Regions from separate parts of the Sus scrofa genome. Here region 1 is linked to region 2. The links are chromatin contacts, called in public Hi-C maps. All regions are on one chromosome and are shown on one strand. The core of a region is the stretch at or near the end of the contact, and the rest is flanking DNA. Distances in the headings are between cores, read along the strand shown. Region 1 has its middle 46 kb from the start of PMEPA1. Region 2 overlaps CHD6 (chromodomain-helicase-DNA-binding protein 6).

Evidence for each region. A called contact is a pair of places that touch in the nucleus more often than the background predicts.
Region 1: a Hi-C map of omental adipose tissue shows a contact between it and region 2, with 19 times the contacts expected there. The contact joins two enhancer-like sites. A contact is called at or near these places in 7 of 47 Hi-C or Micro-C datasets (alveolar macrophages, differentiating spermatogonia, liver and 4 more).

The regions. Positions count from the first base shown.
Region 1 is chr17:58,097,240-58,101,633 of Sscrofa11.1, forward strand. No RefSeq gene overlaps it. Among named protein-coding and RNA genes, the nearest start is that of PMEPA1, 46 kb to the left of the region's middle. Within about 2 kb of position 2,917, at least 19 of the 83 cell types and tissues checked have an H3K27ac peak or open chromatin away from gene starts, as enhancers often do. A contact at or near this core is called in omental adipose tissue, where this site is marked.
Region 2 is chr17:44,158,300-44,162,749 of Sscrofa11.1, forward strand. All of the region lies in intron 5 of CHD6 (chromodomain-helicase-DNA-binding protein 6), which reads right to left. Among named protein-coding and RNA genes, the nearest start is that of CHD6, 100 kb to the right of the region's middle. Within about 2 kb of position 2,167, at least 9 of the 83 cell types and tissues checked have an H3K27ac peak or open chromatin away from gene starts, as enhancers often do. A contact at or near this core is called in omental adipose tissue, where this site is marked.

The DNA of each region.
Region 1 (4,394 bases), core at 1,667-4,166, about 14 Mb after region 2:
GGCCTCGGTGATGAGAAGGAGCCAGTGGTGTGAAGCTCTGGTGGGGGAGGAAGCATTCTAAGCAGAAGGAAACGTCTGTGCAAAGGTCCTGAGGCAGAAACAGGCTCGTGGTCAGAGACAGCGGATTCGGGAGAAGCTTGTGAGACAGGGAAGAAGAGAGGGTGTCAGCCACAGTGATGGGAAGCCGTGAAAGGGCTTTGAACAGGAGAGGAACTCGATCTGTGCTTTTGAAAGTCAGCTGGTCGCCACGAGGCGGAGGGTAGAGGGCAAGAGTGGCTTCAGAGAATCCAGTTCCTCTGAGACAGGGTGGAGATGACGCGCCTTGGGCTGCGGCGGTTGCAGTGGGGGTGGTGAGAAGTGCGCAGGTGCAGACCATCCTTTGGAGGTGGAGCCAGGAGGACTGCTGATGGCTCTTGGGTGCCATGTAGGAGAGTTGAGTTTGGATGACTGCAAGGTCTGAGCCAGCCACCTGGGGGGACGTTAGTGCCACTTCTGAGATGGGAGAGGTTGGGAGGAAGCAGATTTATTTTGAGGAAGGAAAGGCCCTGCGGCAGGCCCAGGCCATGCATTTACTTGCTTGAAGGGGCCGATGGTAGGGAGGGGAAGGATTGAGGCTCTGGGGTAAAACAGTTTGGGCATCTCAGGAAAGTTGCTTAAAATTTTGTGTGTGTGTCTTTTTTTTTTTTTGTCTTTTTAGGGCTGCACCCGTGGCATATGGAAATTCCCAGGCTAGGGGTCGAATCGGAGCTGTCGCCACCGGCCTACGCCACAGCTGCAGCAATGCCAGATCCGAGCTGCATCTGCGACCTACACCACAGCTGACAGCAATCCTGGATCCTTAACCCACTGAGAAAGGCCAGGGATCGAACCCTCAACCTCATTGTTAATAGTTGGGTTCGTTTCCACTGCACCATGACGGGAACTCTGCTTAGATTTTTTTGAGAACAAGTTTTCTCAACTACAAAATAAGGGTGTCTGGCTCCAGCTCCTGCTGTGGTGATGAAAAGCTCTGTGCAATAGGCCTGGCAAGAGTAGGAGCACAAGAAATGACAACAGTTATTGCAAAACATCCATCTTTACTGCGGATGATGCTTTTCATTTCAAAGCCTATTTTACCTGATATTAATGTAGTCACAGCCTTATTCTTCCGTATTTCTTATGCTTACTTGGTCCCATTCTTAAGTTTTCACGTTATTCATTTACTTTTCTATCCGTTTACTTTTCGCTGATGGTTTACTCTGTCTCTGGATGAGAGCATGCCGTTTCATCTTTTAAAATCCAGTCCATTCTGATGGTCTCTGCCTTTTAACTGGAGTGTTCATTACATTAACATTTAGTGTAAGTGCAGGTATGGTTAGATTTGGGTCCACCATTTTATTATTTTTCTCTCCAACTTGTCTTCTCTCTTTTTTTTTTTTTTTCTTTTTTCTGTTTTTGTTTTTGTCTTTGTCCTTCGTGTCTCCTTTTGGACTCTTGTTTTAGATTATCTGAATTTTTGTTTAGAACTCCATTTTCATCATCCTTGTGGTTTTCAAAGATATACTTCTCTGCACCACTTCTTTTTTTTTTTTTTTTTTTTTTTGGTCTTTTTGCCTCTTCTAGGGCCGCTCCCACGGCATGTGGAGGTTCCCAGGCTGGGAGTCTAATCGGAGCTGTAGCTGCCGGCCTACGCCACAGCCACAGCAACATGGGATCTGAGCAGGGTCTGTGACCTTTTAGTGATTGTTATAGGGTGTAGACTATACATCCTTAATTTTTCATACTCTGTTTACACTTAATATTGTATGACTTCATGTAAAAGGTAGAAACCTTACAATCGTATAAGTTCATATTTCTACAGCTTTTATGCTTATAGTCGTTATGTATTCCATATGTATACATTATAAACCCCACAAGGCAATATTATAATTTCTTCTGTAAATGGCTCTATGATTTTTAAAGAGATGAAGAGGAAATAAGACAACAGCCCTTTGCAGATATCTATATATTTAAGGTTTCCTGTTTCCTGAGGATCTGTTTCCATTTGGCATCATTCACCTCCAGGATAAAGGGGTTCCCGCTGTGGCGCAGCAGAAATGAATCTGACTGGCATCCACGAGGACGCAGGTTCCATCCCTGGCCTTGCTCAGTGGGTTAAGGATCCAGTGTGGCTTGGATCTGGTGTTGCTGTGGCTGTGGTGTAGGTTGGCAGCTGTTGCTCTGATTCGATCCCTAGCCTGGGAGCTTCCATATGTCACAGGTGTGGATCTGGGAGAAAAAAAAGTCACCTCCAGGATGAAGAATTTCTTCCAGCATTTTGTGTCATGCAGATTTTCTGGCACCAGATACTGTTAGTTCTCCCTTGTCTAAAAGGGCAGTTAGTGGGGAGGCCAAGAATGAAGGCTCTGGTGTCAGACAATTTGGGCCCCACTTACCCAGTTTAAACCTCTGACTTAGAGAACAGTGAGAGCATAACTGCGTTTAAGCGGCTGAGTGTGGCAATGGGTTCCATCAGAGCATGTGAATACACTGGGGTATAATGAATGCTAACCGGGAAGATTCTGGGATTTGTTATTTTGCTTGGATGAGGGCTGTTTCTTGGGTTTTGGCGGGCAGTGACGTTGGTTGAACTTGAACTTCAAATTCTGTACCTCAGGCAGCAGCTCTGGTCCTAGTCACACCTTTATCTTACCTGGGCTTCTTTGGGTCTGCTTCAGGTGTGGTCAGGGGTCCCTCAGAGATGGGGGTGGACAGAATTAGGGGGCTTCCTCTCCGAATCTTTCCCATCCAGGGAAATAGTCTCCCTTCACTCGTCAAGGTTTACCAGCCTCTGGGTTTTGGTTCCTTCAGCCAGGGACACCGAGTTCTCCTGGCGTCCTGTTGCCTGGTGGCTGCTCTGTGCCACCTGTCCTCAGCTTCAGTGCAAAGGCTGCAAAGGCTTGTTTTGTCCCAAGCCCCCCCCCCCCACCTCCTCCTTCCAAAGCACTCTGTTTCCTGTCCAGCACTTCCAGCTGGCCATTCTTTGCGCTGTGGTCAGGTTTTGTCATTGTGGTCATGAAAGAATCATCTGGTCATTGCCAGGAGCAGAAGTCCTCTCGTTGAACTTAGAGGACCTGTGAGTGGGTGTCCTTTCATCTCCTCCGTGGTTCGTGGAAGAGAGACTGTGTCCAGCACGGGGTTCCAGCGGGTCCTCTTTCTTCCCAGCTCCGCATCTCCTCATTTGTAAGCCCGCGCCATGGGCCCCTGGATAAGGGAGAATGCGAGCAGGTTTCTCAGGTGCTGGACCCAGGGTTGGTCTCATGTTTACTTTCACGAGCATCTCTCCGTGGCTCGTGGAAGAAGAAACACTAAAGCTGGCGCTGGCCAGTTTTTCACGCCCTGCTGTCCGTTCCTCCAAATTACCTCTGGGAAAGGCATCGTTCTTTCCGGCCAGGAAAATGAAACCTGAAAAAAAAAAAAAAGATGAATTGCAGCAATTCAGAATGTGCTGTAATTCAGAATTTCCACCCCTTGTCTCCCCAAACAAGCTCTGCTGAGTAGGTGCTGCCCCTGAGCCATGGCCAGGCAAACAAGGGACGCTGCGGTGCACAAAGCCATGGCAACTGCGCAGGAGGCAGCATTGGCCAGATCAGAACTCTGCTGCCCTGGTTCCTCTGTGTGTCATGCACTGTGTCACCAAGTGTCCCATGTGTCCGTTACTGTGCTGGGTGCTGGAGTCACAGCGGCCAACAAGGCAGACATGATTCTGCCTGTGGTCTGGTCGGAGAGCTGGACACGAGTCCAATCATCGGATCCCCACGTGTCCACCACAGAGGTGCGGGGAACGGATGCGCTGGGAGTCGTGCAGCTGGGAGTCGTGTGTGCACGTAAGACTGGAAGCTGCCTGCTGCGCTGCCCTGGGAAGTACCGGAGGTCTGAGGATGAGTGGAATTTAACAAGGACGAGGCCAGACAGGAGGAGGCTGAACCAGCCTGTGCACAGGCCCTGTGGTGGGTGGGGCCTGGTACATTCCAGAACAGATGTGGGGGTGAGGTGGAGGGAAGTGCTGTGGGGGCTGGGAGGGCTACTTAGAGAGGTGCGCCGTGGGGTTGAGCTTTAGCCATTAAAATACAAGAAGCATGGTGACCTGTGACTTTCTGACAAATGCCAAATACATTTTAAAAAATATAAGTAAATCCCAAGTATTGTAGGGGACATACGGATACTAAAAATTATTCATTGTTCATCGGAAATTCTAGTTAAACTGCGCTGGGCCAGTGTTTTCTCCGGCAGCTCTGCATGGAGGGCCTTACAGACCATGCAAGGAACTTCTTCTCAGGGCAGGAGGAAAAAAAGCGGGGTGTGAGCAGCCTGGGCCAGGCAGCGCTTCGAGAAGGTTGGCTTGTGGCTGCGGGAGGGTGGCTGGAGTGGGCCCC
Region 2 (4,450 bases), core at 917-3,416:
GAAATGTTAACACATGGATGAAAAAAACACACGACTTTACTCTGAGGATTAAAAGGATGGAGGGCTTAAAGCTCTTTTTGCTATAGAAATTTTCCAAGTGAAAATTAAGGAATTTGAAATAAAATTTCAATTAACTTTTTTGGCACTAAAGAATAGGGGATAACACTAGAATCAAAAAAAAAAAAAAAAAAAATCAGAGTTTCCTTAGTGGTGCAGCAGAAACAAATCCAACTAGGAACCATGAGTTGGTGGGTTTGATCCCTGGCCTTGCTCAATGGGTTAGGAATCTGGCATTGCCGTGAGCTGTGGTGTAGGTTGCAGATGAGGCTTGGATCTGGCATTGCTATGGCTGTGGCATAAGCTGGCAGCTGTAGCTCCAATTTGACCCCTAGCCTGGGAACCTCCATTTGCTGTGGGTGCGGCCCTAAAAAGAAAAATAAATAAATAAATAAATGGTTATCATCAAAATACTGACAAGGAGTTTTTACTCTATCCTAATAAAAGGGGGGAAAAGAGTAGTGTTTCCAAAATGCACATCAAAGTAGGAAGAAAACTGGAAAATCAGGATTTTTTTTCTACACAGAGATTGTGCATAAGCATGATCATGTGTGTATAAACACTCAGTGTATACAGATACACACAGAGAGAAACTAAATCTGCTTGCCAAACACGCTTCCATAACAGCCATCTGGTCTCAACTGCTTGGAATTTTCTCAAATTATCCTTCAAAGAAGACCATTTTAATTCATTCACTTTCATGTCAGAAACTCACTAAATCCTGAATGTTTTTTTTTCCTTAGGGAAAACTTCAAAAATTTTCAACCCATGTGACCCCTAACCTCACCCAACCGCCTGATCTACGTCTATTCAGCTAGCCACAAGGAGAGGCTCTAGCAAGAAGCAGTTCACTTCAAAACACCAAGTATTTACCAAATGAAATAGAGAAGACAAAAGTAGCATCGGACAAGGTGTCCAGTCTCAAGGGCTTCCACTCAGTGAAAACAAAATTAAACAGGAGTTCCCATTGTGGTTCAGTGGTAATGAACACAACTAGCATCCATGAGGATGCGGGTTTGATCCCTGGCCATGCTCAGTGGCTTAAGGATCCAGGGTTGCTGTGAGCTGTGATGCGGGCTGAAAGGCACAGCTTGGATCTGGTGTTGCTGTGGCTGTGGTGTAAGCTGGCAGCTGTAGCTCTGATTTGACCCCAGCCTGGGAACTTGCATATGCCACAGGTGTGGCCCTAAAAAGAAAATAAATAAATAAAACATTTCTTTCTTAGAAGTGTCATGGGGTAAATTCTAATCTGTGACAGTAACTGTAAGTCCAGCAAGAGTGTAGAAAGTAAGAATAGCTTGGATTTCACATAATACTGAGGTTTTATTTTATTTTATTTTGTCTTTTTAGGGCTGCACCCGTAGCGTATGGAAGATCCCAGGCTAGGGGTCAAATTGGAGCTGTAGCCACCAGCCCACACCACAGCCACAGCAATGCCAGATGCAAACTGTGTCTGTGACCTACATCCCAGCTCACAGCAACGCCAGTTCCTTAATCCACTGAGTGAGACCAGGGATTGAATCTGTGTCCTCAAGGATTCTAGTCAGATTTGTTTCTGCTGAGCCATGACGAGAACTCCACATAATACTGAGGTTTTAAGCTGCACCCTAAAGAAGAGGACCATGAGCAGCATGGAGTGCTGACATGCACCGGAAGGATGAAAGCACAAGTGCAGGGGAAGCAGATGCAGATGTGCCCAATCGAATAAGGCACTGCCTGGAACAAGGAGTGGGGTGAGTGAGGGGAGACAGGTGGTAGCAGTCACACTCCTTAAAAAATCAGGCACCAGTTTTCATCTAAAACAGGAGTTAAGTCGTACCCATGGAAGATTCTTGAGCAGAACACTGAGAAAAACCAGCAACTTCTCCGGTATTCTGGGGGAAATGAGTCTAGTACTAGATTGGGAAGAACAGAGACGGGGGGGGGTGGGGGGGGGACAATGAAAGTGCGAACTGCAGTGGTATGAACATTGGTCTCAATGCGTGGCAACAGAAACCAAGGGAAACAAAGACAGGGGACAATGTGAGGAAGGGCACGGGGTGGGAAGCAGTGGTGTGGCCAATGAAGAAATGGGAAGAATGAAAACCCTCCTTCCAGGCCAAGGGAATGGGAGCCTAAGCACTGAGTCACACTGGCTGGTACAGGGCAAGAGCAACACCAGCCAGGAGCACCTGCCCAGGAGCCTGCCTGCTGGTGTCAGAGCTGGAGTGAGAGCAGATAAATACCAGCAGGGAAAACATGCTGGTATGAAGAGCTGGAGAAATCAAGAGCCCGAGAACAAAGAAAAATACCTCATTCTTGTCTTTATAATCCAGAAGTTAAAAATCATACCTGTTTGCATGGTAAGTTTTAAGCATATCCATTCATTATTCACGCATTATATAAATACATGATAGTTCAACTGAATGCAAGTTTTTCTGTTAGCTACTATCCAACATAAAGTACTACCCATGTCAGGTGGAAATTATGACAAATTAAAAAGTGACACTTGCTTTGCAAAAGTTTACAATCTGACAGAGGGAACAATCTGGGGAGATATTCAGAACAGCATGGCAGAGGCACTGACACATCTGAACAGTCACAGGCTGTCAACCTAGTGGTGTGAGGGTTCCGGGTGACTTTAGGAATAATAAATACACCATAAAACAGAGGAAGGAAGTGCCATAGGGACTTAACATTGGAACAGTCCCTGGGGGTTAACATAAATTTTACTTTACTGAAATTTTTTCATGCCTCATTAAAACAAAAAAGAAACAAAAAAACCAAAAATGACAACAAGATTACAAGCATATAGTTCATGGCTTAGAAGAAGGAAACAAACAACTGGCAGGTGTTTAAGAACAGGGACAAAGTGAAACACCTTACACCTTAGAGTGCTGGGGGAGACAGAAGCTCAGGGAGCTTCCCGGGGGAAGTTAACAACTGAGCTGGCCCACGAGGCACAGGAAAACACCACACAAAGTGGCGGGTACTGCCCGCAAAGACACAGGAGGCACAGGAGAGCACAGTGAGTTGATAACTCATTCAAGTTCAAGTCGTTGTATCTCAAAGGCAAAATCATACAAACCACACAAACTGTAGCAGGCAAAAACTGAGACATTCTTATAACAATCTATAGACTGTAAATGGACCACACTGTGAAAGCCTGTTTTCATTCTATGCATTGACATCAGTTTGACAAAGAATAAGAAAGCAAAGAGTCAGTTAGGATGGAAATCTATCTCCACCCCTCACCCCATATCCCAGCCAGGAGACTCTTGACTCCAAAGCAGGGCCGTGCTAATCTGCCAGTCCTGAGCTAGAATGAATCATGTGTAAAGATGTTTCTAGCAACTCACCACTAGGTATCCACTGCTGAGACTGCAATTTGGGGCTGGGACCAGGCCAGCAGCTGTACAAGTGGACTGAGCAAGCTGATAAGACACTGCATAGGAATGCAGGGAGGTAGCAGCCAGGCCTTTCTGGTGCTGACTGAACACCCTTCTCTGCCCCAAGCTAATGCCAGCAAGTGGGCAGACACCCTCCCAAAGGGCCTTGGAAGAAGGACAGAAGAAAAGGCCTCATTTTCTTCCACTGATTTTCTGTGCACTGGACTCTTGGAAGACTGCCCTGATTTTCAAGCTTTGCGTTAGCCTGGGAAATTTTTGTTCAGTATCCACCCCCACCCCCGTAAACCCACCATGTAAAACAGATGTAAGGGGAGAACGGTGAAGCCCGCTTGACCCCTCGTAGGTTGTCCAGTCTGTCCTGCGGTGTGGAGGTTGGACCCACATGGCTGCCTTTCTGAACATCAACATCAAAACTACATATCCGGCCTCTTGCTTAAATTTCTATAATTTTTGAGGCATAATTAATGCAAATTCAGATTCTAGCTTATGTTTCAACACATATAAACGTTCTCTTTGCTATACCCGGAAGAGGATAAAAAGAGCCTTGCTAAGATACATAGCAATTTACCAAATTATTTCTGTCTGATCAGCTAATGCTGCCCTTCAGGTACCGGGGGGGACGTCATAACAACAACTGAAATATGGTTAATGATTTGGGCCAAATGGCTACTAGGAGAAAATAAAATCTCTTACAGTGTTTTAACTACCAAACCAACCATAACATCTCCAAGGGAGGAAAACCCATTGTCAAGCAATATAATTCTATCACCTCACAGCAATCTTGCAAAGGCTATTCATAACTATTTGCTTGAAAGGTACTGCAATGACAATACATCAAATTATTGTTCCTATTAAGTGTTCTATTCATTAGTTGGATAATCCTTGACAGAGACCTGAAAGCAACTCTCACAGGCTAGTCACTGATCAACCGCTGCTATATCACCCTCTGACCCGGATCGTTTCATGCTTGTTTCTTTCTTGATGGTTAAATTAGGGTCCACGGC